2 separate regions of the Mus musculus genome follow, and region 2 is linked to region 1. The links are chromatin contacts, called in public HiChIP or PLAC-seq maps. All regions are on one chromosome and are shown on one strand. Each heading gives the region's core, a stretch centred on a gene start, on an enhancer-like site or on the middle of the called end of the contact. The rest is flanking DNA. Distances are from core to core; before and after follow the strand shown. Region 1 holds the start of Rimkla (ribosomal modification protein rimK-like family member A). Region 2 overlaps Hivep3 (human immunodeficiency virus type I enhancer binding protein 3).

What was found. HiChIP or PLAC-seq counts read pairs in DNA pulled down with a chosen protein or histone mark.
Region 2: an H3K4me3 HiChIP or PLAC-seq map of forebrain shows a contact between it and region 1, with 6 times the contacts expected there. The contact joins the enhancer-like site here to the promoter of Rimkla in region 1. A contact is called at or near these places in 1 of 39 promoter capture datasets (embryonic stem cells), 1 of 15 datasets of contacts at CTCF or cohesin (the NIH/3T3 cell line), 5 of 115 datasets of contacts at active chromatin or transcription factors (embryonic basal ganglia, embryonic forebrain, forebrain and 2 more) and 1 of 9 other capture datasets (liver).

Annotation. Positions count from the first base shown.
Region 1 is chr4:119,490,969-119,493,980 of GRCm38.p6, forward strand. Rimkla (ribosomal modification protein rimK-like family member A) reads right to left here and starts at 1,630. Exons shown (of 5, transcript NM_177572.4): 1 at 1,329-1,630. The coding sequence starts at 1,491.
Region 2 is chr4:120,126,701-120,129,712 of GRCm38.p6, forward strand. It overlaps Hivep3 (human immunodeficiency virus type I enhancer binding protein 3), which reads left to right. Exons shown (of 9, transcript NM_010657.3): 7 at 1,576-1,662. Among named protein-coding and RNA genes, the nearest start is that of Edn2, 33 kb to the right of the region's middle. Within about 2 kb of position 1,496, at least 50 of the 459 cell types and tissues checked have an H3K27ac peak or open chromatin away from gene starts, as enhancers often do. A contact at or near this core is called in embryonic basal ganglia and forebrain, where this site is marked.

The DNA of each region.
Region 1 (3,012 bases), core at 380-2,879:
TAGCTTCAGTTCCCAGAGGATATGATGCCCTCATCTGGCGTCTGAGGGTACTGCATGCACATGGTGTACAGACATACATGGAGACAAAACACCCATAGACATAAAATTAACCGTGAAAAGGCAAAACCAAACCAAACCCTAAAATCAAAGTCAAAGTGATTATCACAAAGCAAAGCCGAGACATTTGGCAACAAAAAAGCTGTAAGAAGAATCTAGTTCTTCAAATTCTCTGTTCAGAAATGGCGTTCACCGTTAACCAATCAGGAGGGTTTCAGCAACCCAAACTTAAAAAATGGTATTTTTACACTTAAGCACACCACTTGAAATGTGGAGTGTCTAATGCTTGCATATAACTACTCCCAAAGTATATGCATTTTGAACCTAGTAAGGTTTAACTACACCTACCGATGAACAATGTACAAAACTGAGCTATTTCACTTAGGGACACATACTCAAAACCTCACTTGTAAGTAGTCTGTTCAGGATGTGGAATCCCTACCCTTGCAGAAGGAACTCTACTCAACCAGTTAAAGATGACATATGGGTAACATTCCAAGAAGCATCCAAGACGGCCCAACCCTCCTCAGCCCTGGACCCCCTGAAATAGCTGGCTACCTCGGAGGGCTTACCGAGAACACAGACTGTAAGCCAGTGAATACGAGTTTCCAAAGTCATGGATAGCTTAGCAATACATAGCAGGCATGTATTGAAGATAATAAGAATAAACAGAACGCTTTGAATAGGCAGTCAGGGATAATAACCATTTCCCCCAACCTCCCACCTCAATTGCCCTGGACCCGGCACTGAAGGGACCAGTGAGGCCTGGAAGTACTTGGCTATTTTGGAATCTGAATTAAACATTCTTTGGGAGGAGGACAAATTAATGGAAACCATCAATCGTCTCCTCTCGCCCCTTCCCCTCCAGAGACGATCTCAATCTTTCTCAGCTGTCTCCCATAATTAGGCTCCCAGTTTGAGAATAGTGTTCTACCTAGGGCGTTCATCACTGGAGCATACATACCACTGGAAAAGTTTCCCAAACATCTGCCTAAGAGCAATTTTGTGAATTCTGGGTTGGTTCTTTTAATTTCGGGATCCAATCCGGCAGGCCACCTGTGCTCGGAGAATCTACAGTGTGAGGTTTGGTGCCTTTAGCTTCAGGTGAATGTGAATGCCCCATTAACTCATCTCCTAAATGAATTAAGCATCTTCTCTACTCTTGGCCTCAGGCTGCTGCAGAGGGGCTACCTCGGAGCCGGGCTCAAGGAGGAGAGCGGCCGGCTCACGGGACCCCGGTGCCCCTCCCTCCCTCCCCCGGCTGAGCTCACCTAGGTGGCCGCCGACGACGGTGACGGCGATCTGGTCCAGGAACACCGCCCGGAAACCCACGTCCTGCTCCGAGCAGCGCTGGCGGAGCGCGCGCAGGATCTGCACCTGCGGGTAGTCCTCGCGGATGAGCCGGTCGGTCAGCAGCCAGACCTGCGCGCACATGGCGACCGAAGCTGCGGCCGCTCGCCCGCGCGACCCCCTGGCGCGTCCCAGGCGAGCACCGCGGCTTTGCTTGCGCCGTGCGCCAGCCGCCTCTGCAGACCCGGCCGGCGAATGCTCCGGATCGCCTCGCGCCGACGCCGCCGCCGCCGCCTCCGCTGCCTCCTCCGCCGCCTCCGCCCAGCCAATCAGCACGTCGCGACGCCCGGGGAGGACCCGGCCCGGAGCCTGCGGAGCTGCGCAGCCTGCGGCGGCCGGGCGGGGCTGGGGCGACCCCGGGAACCGATGGGCCACTGGCTGGGTAGGCGCGGTGCTGCTCCCCCAGAGAAAAGTGCGAGTCTTGGTTGCACCACCAACCTCTTCCAAAGACAACTCCCAGCCTGGCAAGGTCACATGGCGGGGCTCTGCAGCTGGACTTGACCCTTAGAAGAGCGATCTGTCTGCCCCAATCCTGGCCTGCAGCCTGGCTGGGAGATGGAGGCAGTTGGGTCTTAGCAACCAGATACTTCATTTAGATAATTCGAAGATCCTTTTCCTTTTCTTACACCCCAGTTTGCACCAGCGCTTGACCATCATAACCCCAGTGTCATAAAAACAGGTTAAGACCCCCATATTGAGTTAGGGGAACCCCTAGGGCGCGTTTTTTCCTCCTAGTCCACACCCCACTTCCCCTCCGCCCTCCAACTCAGTCCTCTGTACATACTGTCCGTGGTCCTAGCCGTTTGCAAATTCTGCCCGCAAACAATAGCGTGAAACCTGGTATTCGGTTCTTGAAAATAAATTAATTATACATTTATTTATGTATGTATTTATGTATTTATTTATTTATGTATTTATTTATTTATTTATTTATTTATTTATTTATTTATTGTGCACAAGGTGAGCTGGTGGCCTGTTACCACAGCTTGATCGTGAAGATCAGAGGACAACTTTCAGGATCTGGTTCTCCTGAAACCCACCATGTGGATCAAAGTCAGGCTAGGCAGCAAGTGCTTTTACTCTCTGAGCCATCTCACAGCTCCTAGCTAGTCATTTCTAAATAACTATGGGGTTGACTTTAGCCAGTTGTGTTTCCAGCTCTTTAAAACATCTTTTTGAAATCATCATCGCCGCCGCCATCATCATCATCATTTTGGTTTTTTCAATATAGGGTTTCTCTGGGTAACCTTGTCTCCCTGTAGCCCTGCTTCCCTGTAGCCCTGTGTAGTTTCTGTCCTGGAACTCACTCTGTAAATGTGATGGTTTGTATATTCTCAGAGTGGCACCATCTGGAGGTGTGGCCTGGTTGGAATAGGTGTGTCACTGTGGGTGTGGGCTTAAGACCCTCATCCTAGTTGCCTGGAAGTCAGTCTTCCACTAGCAGCCTTTGGATGAAGATGTAGAACTCTCAGCTCTGCCTGCACCATACCTGCCTGGATACTGCCATGTTCCCACCTTGATGGTAATGGACGGAACCTCTGAGCCTGTAAGCCAGCCCCAATTAAATGTTGTTTTTTTATAAGACTTGCCTTGATCAAGGTGTCT
Region 2 (3,012 bases), core at 246-2,745, 640 kb after region 1:
CTCTCTAGTCTTGGCCATCGTATTCACCCAATCTCACTTGTGCTTCCCCAGCAGCCTCAGCCGAAAACCTGACGTTTCTGAGTGGAGATCACCCTTGGTTAGGCTATGTTCATCTGTCTGTCCATCTCTCTTCCCATTAGCTCTGTCTCCTGTCTACTCATCTAACAGTGTCCCTGTTCATGCGCCCCCCCCCCACGCACACACACACACACACACACACACACACACACACACACACACACACACAGGTTTTCTTGTCCCCACCCCCGGCTCTATCTGTCTGCCCATTCTCCTTTTCCCCTCTGGACTGGCCTCCCATACATTCCCACGTGTGGACATCCATCCTCCGATCATGTAGCCGCCCATCTTTCCATCTGCTTACAGGCCAACTTCCACCAGTTCCCCTGTTTATTTTTCCCCGTGGACCTTGCCTCCTCTGTCTGCCTGCCTGCCATCGGCTTCTCCTCCAGTGTCCATCTGTCCTCATGCTTCTATCTTTCTCTCCATGTTCCTCCATTCGCCATACCTCGTCCCCCTGTGCACTCGTTCCCAGAGACTCCATCTTTCCATTCTACCTCCTTCCGTCCATCCATTCAGACTCAACAATTTAAGGCTCATGGGACAGCGTACCTGACCCCGGGAGCTTCAGACATGTTATAGGATCAGCCATGTGGAAATACAACAGTCCTCAGAGCACAACCCAAAGGAACTTCCTGTGACGTCTGTCTGTGTTCTCTGGGGACAGGACAGGGAGCTTAGCCTCTCCTCCCTGAACCTGCTGTCCACAGAGCTCCTCACCCTGCAGCCTGTCACAGGTGTGCACCATGGAGAACCTGACATCACTGTTGCTGTTGTTGTTACCCTGGCCTCAGAAGCTATCGCTCCAGTTCCCCAGCCTATGGGGCCAGGCCTACAACTTGGGGCAGTACCTCAGGGCTTCACAGAGCCTTGGACAACCCATTCCCATAGCACTCTAGTCCTCTGTCTGCACTGTGCCCCAGAGAGGGGGCTGTCCCTAAGACAGTCCCAGCCTGCGTCCCAGAGCCTGTGGGGCTCATGTCCCTTGCTGCTCACCTCACTGCTCCTGCAAGGAACCATGCCCTGCTTTCTCTGCTTAGACCCTAAGGATTGGCCTGATTGTAGTATACTCGGTCAGAAGAACTTCTCAGCCCGCAGCTACTGTATTAGTCATGAGAATCCCATGTCACTCCAGCATTTAAGATTGCAAATCATCTTATCTGAGTGTGCCACCAGCCCCGGGGCCCAAACATAAGACAGAAGCAGAAGAAAAAAAATGCACCTGAGTGGTCTTTCAACTTCTCTGTGTTTTAACCAGCATCTCTGGTTCTCACTGTACCCTGCCCCCTCCCCCCCAGCTGCATGCCCTCCCTGCCCCAGCTCCTGTGTTTGACCTTCTGTAGCAGTTACAGTTGCATAGTCTGGCTGCATGCTGGAGCACAGGAGGCCTTGGCCCCTGCCCAGCCCTCGGCACTTGTGTAAGGAGCTGTGGCCTGGCAGCTGTGTATTGCCCTCCCCCTACCACCAGGCCATGAGTCTGTTCTCATTTCTTTCCAGGGAATCTGACTAAGCACATGAAGTCGAAAGCCCACAGCAAAAAGTGCCAAGAGACGGGGGTGCTGGAGGAGCTGGAAGCCGAAGAAGGTACTGTACCAACCTCCTCTTTCCCTAACTCCCTCTCCACTTCACATCCCTCCCCCTTACCCCTGACCTTCCCCCTTTCCAGACACCCTCATTTCTACTACTGTTCCCCTTCCTCTCTCTCCCTCCCACCATCTTTCCCTTCTATGTCCTCCCTTCTAGTTTGCTGAACAACTGGGAAGCAGCAAATGTTAAATTCATAAAATGCTCCCCAGTGCCACAGAGCCAGTCACTGTGCAGTTCAGTATAACCTAGTGTTCCAGCAGAAAGCCAGCCCCAACGGGAACTCGGCGCACCCAGTGTGTGCCAAGCACAGTCTAAACACGTGCCTTGAGTTGTCTTAGTGGGACCTGGATAGATCTTCAGGCACTTAACTAGAAGTCTCTTCTGATAGGAACCTGCAATGTGGTCTGTGGGACTGCGAGTGTCACTGAGAAAGGCAAAGCTAGATCGGGTAGGTCCATCCCTTCTCGGCCCTGACACATCACTACAACCTGACTATGGTCCTCCAGCATCAGAAACAAGCTAGAGGCAGACTGATAGCAGACAAGGCAGGGGACACGGGTAAGGAGGGAGGCCAGAGGGGCTGCGGCAGATAGAATGACAAACCTTAGCTGTAGATTCTCAGGAGTCAGGGTCAGGGCTTAGTGTGACAAGACGAAGAAGGGAGTGGGTCAGGGGGGTGGGGGGCAGAGAAGAAAGGAGAAAGCTGTGGTTTTTATTTTCTGTTTGTGAAGCAATCTAACAAGAGTTAGATCATGTTTCTTTTAACACTGAATAAACCAATGTTTACAACAATCCACTCAAAGCACTGTCTTCACAAATTATAATGTGAGGCCCCCATGTTGTCAAAATGCATGCCAGGCTACTATAGATGGTGTCCTGGCGAGGGCCCTGTAACATAAGCCCAGACATGGGACCATGAAGGACCATGAAAGACAGGGGGCCTTGGCTGACCTCTATCCTCTATCCTTGAGTATAATGGGAGTGATACATATGTCCTCTGCCTGTGTGCGGAGAACTCCAGCAGGGGTGTAGGGATGTGATCTAGGCCAGACACATGAGCACAGTTCAGGTGAGAAGTGGTCTGATTCCAGATGCTTTCAGAGACTGAGCCCATAGATGGTCCTGCTACATCATAGAGGGCAGAGGAGGGGAGGGAAAGGGCCAGGGATGGCTCCAAGCTTTGTAACCTAAGAGACTGGAAGGATGGAGTTGTTACTTCATGCACCAAGGCAGACCCAGCGACGGGCATTAGGATCTGGGTATCCTAAACATAGAGTTGGTAGCAGGAACTGCCCTGAAGAGCACCAAGCCAGGATGCCCTAGCTCCAGCACACTGCTAAGGAATGG